3 separate regions of the Zea mays genome follow, and regions 1 and 2 are each linked to region 3. The links are chromatin contacts, called in public Hi-C maps. All regions are on one chromosome and are shown on one strand. Each heading gives the region's core, a stretch centred on a gene start, on an enhancer-like site or on the middle of the called end of the contact. The rest is flanking DNA. Distances are from core to core; before and after follow the strand shown.

Region 1 (3,185 bases), core at 51-2,550, 140 kb after region 3:
TCGGAAAAGTGCTAAAGCAAAGTTTGGCTAAGACAGTAACCTGCTGTTGAGCTCGATCACGGTGGTGTTGAGAAGATTGGAAGACAATGCCTTGCCGTTTCAAAAGTACGTTGATGGCCAGCAAGAGTCACCATATACAAGTTCATGTCGTCGTCAGATTAGTAAGCCCTGTTTTAATTAAACCCCCGGTGATCCAATGGACAATACTCCTATACATTTTGCTTTTAGACATGCATGTCCCGTTGTCTTATAAGCACCATACACCAAACTGGAACAATCATTGCTGCTAATGGCATTGGTAGGTAAGCAAATCAGAACTGGCGATATGCAAACTAGTTAAGCCTACGAAGCCTAAAATCGTAAAGAACATTATCGCGTACGTGTGCATACGCTTAGATGTCGGCGTTAGCACAAAAATATATATACTCATAGACGATGCATGCATGTCTGTATTCAAGTTCCAAATATACTCATAGATGAATGAACACAAGGGTATGGGCATATGACAAATAAAACCTAAAATTAGCTACTATTTTAATAGAGTATTATCGATCGAACCAAATTAAACGTCTCTATACAAGGCCAAAGGGATTGACCGACAGTACCAGAAACCTCACAACCACATGTAACTACTGGCATTATTTGTGGCATCACTATACATAAACATATTGCTATCATATCTCGACACACACAAGAAAAAAAGAAAGGCGCGAAAGGCAATGGCGTCACTTCGTCACGCAATGAAAAGACCTGCTCACTAAAGTATACCCCCCGTGGACAAGTGCACTATTCTTGTCCTCACGCGCGCTCTTGAGCGACGTAAAAAAAAACCTTTAACATGATAGTAATCTCACAGAAAAAAGAAAAGGCGCGAAATCTCAAATCAACGCTTCGAAATCCAAGGCTTTCTGCGTGCAAAATTTCCGATGAATGAAAAAGAGTGGGCAGGAATTGGAGCGACTCCATGGCATATATAGTTTTCCACACGAGAAGACGACTATTTCTGAATAAAGAAAGGGGCCCTATATATCTATCTCCTCTCCCTGCTACTATCGCCCTACGATGGTTGTTGACGTGTGCTACTTGGCGAACAAATTTTTTTGCAGCCAGACGACAGCAATCGCACCCCGAAATTCGACAGGATAATCCTGCATGGAGACGCAATCGGACGCAAAAAGGAAGGTTCGCCGTCAGCACGATGCATCATGCATGCCTGAAGCTTTAGGGCTCTCTCTCTGTGTGTGCAGTTTAAAGAAACTCACTCACCTCGATCTGTATCTGTATATATAAATACGTCGTCGTCGTCGTCCCCTTCCCTCGGTCCCTTCATCGATCGAAGAGTCCCTCTTTAGATTTAGAGGAGGAAGAGGATACGACAACAGCTAGCTTCCAAACCATCTCCTCGTCATTTGCAACTTTAACTTCGGAGGGAGAGCTACCCTGCAACAGCTATTAGCTTCCATTCCAATCATGCAGAGAGACGACATGGCGACGTTGGTGTGCCACACGCTCGGCGCAGCAGACTTGGCGAGCTTCTACTTCGTCACACCGCACCACCATCACGGCTCGCTCGCCCAGGGGCCGTCGTCCTGCCCGGGCACCGCGGCTGGCGGTGGCCACGGCGCCGGCGCGAGCATGCTCGCGGGCGAGCTGGAGCAGCAGGAGCAGGCGGCCGCAGGCGCCGCGGCGCGCGACGAGCGGAAGGCGAGGCGGCAGGCGTCGAACCGCGAGTCGGCGCGGCGCGCGCGCGCCCGGCGGAGGGGGCAGCTCGACGAGCTGTCGTCGCGCGTCGCCGCGCTCCGCGCCGCGAACGCGCGGCTGGCCGTGGAGCTGAGCCGCGTGGCGGCCGCGCGCGCGCGGGAGGCGCGGGAGAACGCGCGGCTCCGGGCCGAGGCAGGCGCCCTGCGGGAGAGGCTCGCGGCAGCCGAGGCTGCGGCGGCGGCGGCGGCCACGGCCAGGTGCGCGTCGTCCCGGAAGGAAGGCGCCGGCGATGAGGAAGCGGCGACGCCCACGGCCGACGAGACGACTAGCTAGGCACGTGTTCGGCGGCTAAGATGACGTATAGTAATTCACTAAGCTACTAGGACAAGAAGAGGAAGGCCAGATTGTATGTCGTATGTAGTCGCCGAGCTCATTAATTCTGAACCTCCGGATACTCCATCCGGCGATCGTCCACAAAGACAAAGGTCAAGATCATACGACTGATGGTTTTGGAATCTAGCTAATACGATCACGAGGCCCTGTTATACAACTGAATTGCTTCATTTGCGATTAGCATAGCCATGGTAAAGCATGACCTGTAGCCTTTAGGGCTAGTTTGAAGCCACAAAATCGAAAAGTATTGGAAGGACTAAAAATCACCTTCTTATTCAAGTTCCTCTGATCTCTTTCGATTTTGTGCCTCTCAAACGAAAACTGATCAACAAATTATGGGCCTGGACATCATTCGCTAATAGGCTCAAAAGCGCCCAGTATATGCAGAACAGGATAGTGGCAACGTCCAGTATTTGTGGTCTGTTGGTTTGCTGCCCATCCTGTTGCCACAGTTTGTACATGTGGATCGGTAACATGCATAGCCAGATCAACAACCACCACGAGTCCACGAGGAACACACCCGCCGGATGTATAGAGAAATCCCCAGTCATTTCCAACACAGCTAGCACAGATACAATGCATCCAAATCAGAATTCCTCGCTGACCATTGAGGTCGCCATCACTCAGGAGTCGGGACTCAGGACATGATCAAAATATGGTCCCAGGTTTCAGCGTATCATATCCATGGTTCATCCAGTATCGGGGAACAGATATGAGGCCCTATTCACAGCTTATTCGGTTAGAGGTAAATTGATAGAGATTATAGGAAGTTAAATTTTTTACAAGTCAAAATTGATCATAAATACCAAAGTTAAAATTTTCATTTTAAATTTGACAAATTCTTATGCAATTTTTGACAGCCGAAATTCAAAAAAAATTGTCAACAACAAAATTTCATAACTTTTATGTTGGTGGTTTTTTCATGCGAAGTCATTTAAAAAAAATCAGGATAAAAATTATTTCTAGCTGCGATTTCTTAAGAAAACCGTTTGTAGAAACTGATTTCTACAACTGTTTCCTCAAGAAAACTGCGGTTAGAAATCGTGGATTTCTACAGACGAATTCTTATGGAACCATTGGTAAAAATATAA
Region 2 (3,350 bases), core at 80-2,579, 170 kb before region 3:
AGATATGGTTTTCGGAAGACCTATGTGATTAAGCAATTAAAACTAGGTCTTACGTTGATCTTATAAATCATGTGAGAAAGATAATCTAATGAGATACCTCATTATAACTTGATTAGAGATAATATTTTAGTAAAATTTATAATTATAAACATATTAGCCTCGATTAGAAGAGTTAGTCTAATAAACATAAGTTAAATAAATATCTAATTATGATAGTATGTAGGATGATAGAAATAATGCTTTTAATGTGTAGGAAAATTTATTACGAAGCTAACGCAACTGGAACAGACTAAAACATAGTTAAAATGAAGAAGTTATGGGGTTTTCCAATATCTATGAATTGTTTTTATAATGGAAACCATTTTCAGAATTTATTTATAAGTATATTGCGTATGCTGGGCCGCGAGCATAAATATTCGAGGATTCAGGGTTGTTTTCATTAATTCTAGGGCCTCTCTGTAATGGTTTTAATACTAACCTGGACTACGAGTTGATTTGTAAAGATTCCAGGGTTTTTTAGCAACGTTGTCGCGGCGGCTTACACACGGTCTTGATCTGGCCATTGGATCTGATATCCATGGCAAGAACCAGACCACGAACCGGTATGCAACTGAGGTCGTTGATACGAAGATCGATGACCCATAAAACACCGACGAAGGGATATGCTAGGTTATAATCTTAACCACACCTCAAGATCTGACAGTCATGATTTAAAACAACCAAAAAGTTATACCATCTCTATTCTCAATCGTCTAATAGGGAATACAATGGCACCCGATCCACCCTCACCACACAGGTCGGATGAGGCGGCGTCGCCCCTGCATGCGGCGGCTGGCTAGATTGAAGGCGCTCGACGCCCCCAGCCCCCAAATCCCCACCCAAATAATTCTACACGATGAAGAGAGGATCCAAACTTCATGGATGATTCCTTACCCATGGTTTTGTCATGCCGGACTTCATTCACGGCGAGGAGCGGATCCACGGTGGCTAAATTTCTCTGGTGAGCAATTGGTAGTGCTCTGGTGGACTACGTCGCCCGAGAAGGCCACGACCACATGTAGCGCGCCACCACGAACTGTCTCGAGTACTTCACCGGCATCAGTCTCGTGCCCAGACAAGGAGTAGCTATGGAGACGATCTCCTCTGCTTCACCCGTGGCGGGTCCTGGGTTGGGCTCGACGGGATGGTATGGCTCTGGCGTACCGTATTATATAGCCGTGGAGGAGGACGCCAATGCGTTTGTTGAAGCGCGGGGCCAAAATCCTCGGAGCACCAGTGTTCTCGGCAGCTTTGTTCCCAGGGATGCCTCAGCCAAGGAGGGCCCACCAGTCGGCGAGAAAGCTTGCGCGCGTAGGCTCCGTGTGGCTGGCGCGTGGGAAAGGGAAGCTGGGCCGCGATACTAGGAATTCGGCCCAAAACGCAGGTATGAGTTTGTATTTTTCTTTTTTTCTTTTCTTTTCTTTTCTTTTGTCTTTTAATTTATTTTCAAGTTCAAATCTAGTTTTGATATTCAAATATTTGAATGCCCAAACAAAATACCACATGATGCAAAAATATTTTTTTTATTTTACTATTAGTATTCTGTTATTTTAAGTAAATGCCCCTAAACTTAATTGAGATGCAATACATAATTAACTAATTGGGGTCCCTCTTTATACTACTTATTAAATAAAATGAGTAATAACTTCCTTCAAACCTAAATGTCTATTACCTTTTTATATAAATGATCATGAAATTTTTATTAGGCCTCACTTTTGTATACTTCTTCAAAGAGTATCACAAAGTATATGTTTCAATTAAAAGAATAATGTAACCCCGAGAGGCACTTTTTTTAATCCATTGATTCACAACCTTAATATTTTAATTTTGAGGTAAACATCCTAAAGTACTTCAAATATAACTTTTAGGGTATTACAGTTGTGAATTTGAAGTTCCCAGAGTACATAGAACCTTTGTCTGTGGTAGTGTAGTGAGAATATACAAGACAAGAAGTATGTTGTGAGTTTAACTTATTCAAAAAGAAAATGGAAATTGCTTTAAGAGTTGCACAAATATAACCAATCAATAATAGGCAAATTGCCTCCCTTCTTGTGTATCTTGCCAATGCCTGAAAAATAATAGAACAAGTAGTAGGTTGTGAAAGGTGAAAGATGTTTGTTTTGGTAGGATAGTTGTCTCCATTAGAAAAAGAAGCTTGCCTGAAAGCAGGGGCAGCAGCCACATCCGTGGCCTCTAAACCTTCTTAGCATAAATACTTCTAGCATTCAATACATGTATGTACCCATCACACATGATGCTAGAAACTTCTACCGTAAAAGAAAGACAACAAAAGCATATTACCAATCAATAGATAGTTCTTAAAGGCAAATCATGAGAATTTGATAAAGCATGTTACCAATCAACGGATAGTTCTTAAAGACAAATAATGAGGACTACATTCATCTGATCATGAATCAAAATGATAGCAATGTATATAGTAACCATATACATATTTCTATAAAACAGCCAAACAGCTTACCCCAACACCCAACTTTAGTAACCATATACAAATAAAAATGCAGATCCATCAGAGAGAGGTACCGTGAACGTAGAGTGCACGCGAGCTTCTTTGAGACCTACCAACGACTGGCGCCATCCAAATTTCTCTTACGCTAGAAAAAAACTATTATTTCTCATGATGAAACGGTTCATATTTTCACAAGTACAATGTATATGCAAGTTAGGAAATTTAGATATGAAGAAAAAGTGCCAATACTGTTCTTATTATTGCAGCATAGAGGTCAGCCTGATAGCAACTGCCTTGCGCACGGGGTTGTCCGCATGCTGGTACTTAAAGCACTTGTAATTTGGGCAAGGTAGGTGATAATTAGTATTATTAACAGTCTTTTTGCTTGGTGCACTTATAATGAATAATGAAAGAGATTCCAGTAACATATGAGTAATTCAATAAAGCCACATTAATGAAAGAGATTCATGTGATTTGTGACTTTTTTCCATGAAATTTGCAACATTGTTCTGAGCCTTGATTTGTGATTTTTTTTTCTTCTGATCATCCTTGCTATCATTAGGATCATGTGACTTTTCTTAGTTAACCTACTTGTAGCTGCTGCAATGCCCAAATGCATTTTTGTGGCTATTCTCTAAACAACCCTGCTTTGTAAATCTCTGTGAAGTTCAAATCCTTGCACGAGTGCTTCTAATTTGTGTAGAGGTCCTTGTGTATTTGCAACTCAAGACTTCAAACTCTTACATTCTCTCAAACACTGAGTTTTGCCAGCATTGTCTCTAAACTACGCATGGAGTTTATACTGATCTCTCACTTAGCATTGTCTGTAAAAAATGTCGAGTTG
Region 3 (3,254 bases), core at 569-3,068:
GCCATTATCTATATATTTGTGTGATTTAATTATTTTAATCGGTATAAATAATTTTTAGTGTTATATTCGGCCCTACCCTTAAAGAGATTCTAGCTCCGCCACTAATCTTTTGAACTTTTTATTATTGTCACAATCGATCCTCAACGCCTTGCATCTATTATATAAACCATGAAATATGTTGCACAACACTATACCATGTCATAGTTAGTTTCAATACTACACTAATCATCTTGAGAGGACGGTTTCACACCACCAGACGTGGGTAAATCAAACCAGTACGTCCACAGGAGCGTACGCACGCAAATACGCAACGGACCGGAATGAAGAGATAGCCGGCCGGGTGTAGTTGGTTGCGACACGTACGTACGTTTGCGTAGACTTTGTGCACCGATTTTTATCGTGCTAATACTCCGCAAAACAAGGGCCCATATAAAGTTTAGCTGCAATTAGTTTATTTTTCGAATAAAGCTCGCCCTTAGATTTTTGTCTAAGTGTTCTGAATGTGAAGTACTGAAGTTATTGCAAATAAAGTTAGCGACTTTCGCTCCACTTGTACGGTCCACGAGTCAATGTGTGCGACCATTTGTTTGTACTCCTGCTGCGGCCCTCCAGCAGGGTCCTTTAATTTCATTTCTTTTTTTTTTGTCTCCAAAAGTATTTTTCTTTTTGGCTACTACGTATACTTATCCGCCTGTACTTGTTGGTTCGTGTGGCACCTGGTTTCTGTGGCTCAGTGGCAGTCTGGCAGGGGTCAGATCAGTCACTCAAATCCACCATCAAGAATCTCGGCCAGACCGCTTGTATATGACATTATAACAATGGTGCTATTATAAGAGGGTGTTTGGTTGCTCCTGTTAAAGTTTAGTTCGGGTCACATCAAGCGTTTGACTTTTAAATAGGAGTATGAAATATAGACCCAACCAACTGGACTAGATTCGTCTCGTCTTTTAATCTTCGGCTAACAAATTAGTTTTATAATCCGACTACATTTAATACCCGGAACGGAGGTTCAAACATTCGATGGGACAGGGGCTAAATTTTAGCATGGTGTAACCAAACACCCCCTAAATAAAAATTTTCTGAAGACACACACAACATGTTGCTAAAGGTGATGAATCGAATCCATGCAAATAACTACTACATACTTTTTCGAATATTTATCATTTATTAGTTTATTTTTACAGTAGAAATATGTAAAAAAATAATTAAGTTTGTTTTGTGCATGGCGCGCGCTCGCACCATTGCGTGCATCCCGCTTATGTAATGCAATGGGGTGTTTAATTTTTAGGGACAAAATTTCAGTCTTCCTATTTTATTTTATAGTAGTCTCTAAATTAATAAATACATAAACTAAAATCCTATTATAACTTTTGTATTTAACAATTTAGAAATTAAAATAAAATAAAATGAAAGAACTAAAAATTAGTTCCTAAAAACCAAACATCCTCTAATTAATTCTAGCCGATCCATGCCGAACTATATATCCACATACAACTATAGCAAGCTAGAGAGCGCTTTAGCTAGTAAAGGTGCCTTGACGACAGCGTTTTCTTTGATTTGATGAACACCAAATTAATATTCGTCAGGATAACTCAGTTATAGCTGCAGCAGGGACGTCAGAAGGATTCGAGACGATCGATGAACGAGTTCTTCCCCGCCTATGTAGTACATAGGAAAAAGAAAAGGCGGGAAAGAAAGCGGGGGAGAATAATCGAGAGGCCTAAGATTAATAGCGCGCGGTGGCCATATGATAATGCGCGCGAGTCCGTCCATCAACAAAATCCACGCGCGTGGGCCCGGCGTGCCCGCCGCTACTTTCTAAAAGCAGGCGCTCTCGGTGCGGTGCGGCTAGCCTGGAAGCGGCGCCTCGAGCGCGCAGAGGGTCGACGACGACGTCGTCGTCGTCACGCTAGCTTGTCGTCGGAAAGGACCGTCCGTCCTCTCCACTATCGATCGATCTCAACCAAGCTAGTAGTCACCATGCATATATGTGTATGTTCTCACCTGGCTAGAAAGCCAACACTAGGGCTGGAAAAAAGGCTCGAGCTCGACGAGCTAGCTCGGGCTCGCAGCAGCTCGGCTCGGCTCGGACCGGCTCGACGCTCCGAACGAGCCCGAGCCGAGCCTGTTTTTATGGCTCGTGAAAAGAGCGAGCCAGCTCGGCTCGGCTCGGTGCAGCTCGCGAGCTGGCTCGTGGCTCGACCCAACAACAATTTGTTACATAAAATCTTAATTAGCATATAATATTAATACTGAGCAGGCAATTAATTTATGTTATTTGAGATTACTATACAAAAATAATCTATTTTATATATTATATTAGTGATATATCTATTTTACTAATTTAAAATATGTTATTTAAAATATTTTTAAGATTTTATATTATAATTTAGAGAGCAGATTTAATTTTATGCCTAGGCTCGTTGGCTCGGTGAGCCGGCTCGCGAGCCAGGAGCGAGCCGAGCCGAGCCGCTTTTTCGAGCTCGTGAGATGGGCGAGCCGAGCCGAGCTCGGCTCGTTACATGAGCGAGCCGCAACGAGCCGAGCCGAGCCGAGCTCGGCTCGGCTCGTTTCCACCCCTAGCCAACACGTAGGCATAGTTACATGTTATCGCGAAAAAACCGATTTTTTTTGTATTTTAGTCTTCTTTTTAATTTTTTTAGGATTAGACCACTAGACGACTTTATGTCGTTTTTGTACCCTATACTCGGTGCCATAGATCATGGCACCGAGACAACACATCTCGGCGCAATAGATCTTGGCGCCGAGGTAGCTAACGTGGCAGCCCACGACCATCTAACTCGACGCCATATATCTTATCTTAGGGTCGAGCTAGGATTTATGCTCAAGCACCATTTCCTTTCTCCATTCTCTCCTTTTCTTCTCACGCCAGGCCGCCTCGCCGCCGCACCGCTACTGACCGCCGGCCCACACCCACAGGTGCCGCCCGCGCGGCCTGCTCATCGGACCGCTGCCGTGTTCCACGCACCGCCACCGCAAGGTAAGGGGCATTTCTTTAGTAATTAGTTAGTATTTCTTTAGTATTTAGTTAGTATTTACTTAGTTTAGTAGTTAGTGGTTAGTTAGTGTTTAACATTTAGTTAGTACTCCCTCCGGTGCAGTAAAGGAAGTCATCCTGCGCGTGACTGAGCGTGCACAAAAGAAGTCGTAGCGCGCGTGGGTCTGGGATTTGGACGTCACTGCCCCTGAGTAATTGCATCGGGAAAAAAAGATGCGCTCAAGAGAAATCAAGC

What was found. A called contact is a pair of places that touch in the nucleus more often than the background predicts.
Region 1: a contact with region 3 is called in a Hi-C map of bundle sheath, with 2.2 times the contacts expected there. The contact joins two enhancer-like sites. A contact is called at or near these places in 3 of 25 Hi-C or Micro-C datasets (bundle sheath, ear and tassel).
Region 2: a contact with region 3 is called in a Hi-C map of ear, with 1.6 times the contacts expected there. The contact joins two enhancer-like sites. A contact is called at or near these places in 2 of 25 Hi-C or Micro-C datasets (ear and leaf).

Annotation. Positions count from the first base shown.
Region 1 is chr9:103,066,001-103,069,185 of Zm-B73-REFERENCE-NAM-5.0, reverse strand. No RefSeq gene overlaps it. Among protein-coding and RNA genes, the nearest start is that of LOC100284102, 16 kb to the right of the region's middle. Within about 2 kb of position 1,300, at least 11 of the 20 cell types and tissues checked have an H3K27ac peak or open chromatin away from gene starts, as enhancers often do. A contact at or near this core is called in bundle sheath, where this site is marked.
Region 2 is chr9:103,377,625-103,380,974 of Zm-B73-REFERENCE-NAM-5.0, reverse strand. No RefSeq gene overlaps it. Among protein-coding and RNA genes, the nearest start is that of LOC103638763, 86 kb to the right of the region's middle. Within about 2 kb of position 1,329, at least 18 of the 20 cell types and tissues checked have an H3K27ac peak or open chromatin away from gene starts, as enhancers often do. A contact at or near this core is called in ear and leaf, where this site is marked.
Region 3 is chr9:103,205,090-103,208,343 of Zm-B73-REFERENCE-NAM-5.0, reverse strand. No RefSeq gene overlaps it. Among protein-coding and RNA genes, the nearest start is that of LOC100274724, 84 kb to the left of the region's middle. Within about 2 kb of position 1,818, at least 15 of the 20 cell types and tissues checked have an H3K27ac peak or open chromatin away from gene starts, as enhancers often do. A contact at or near this core is called in bundle sheath, ear and leaf, where this site is marked.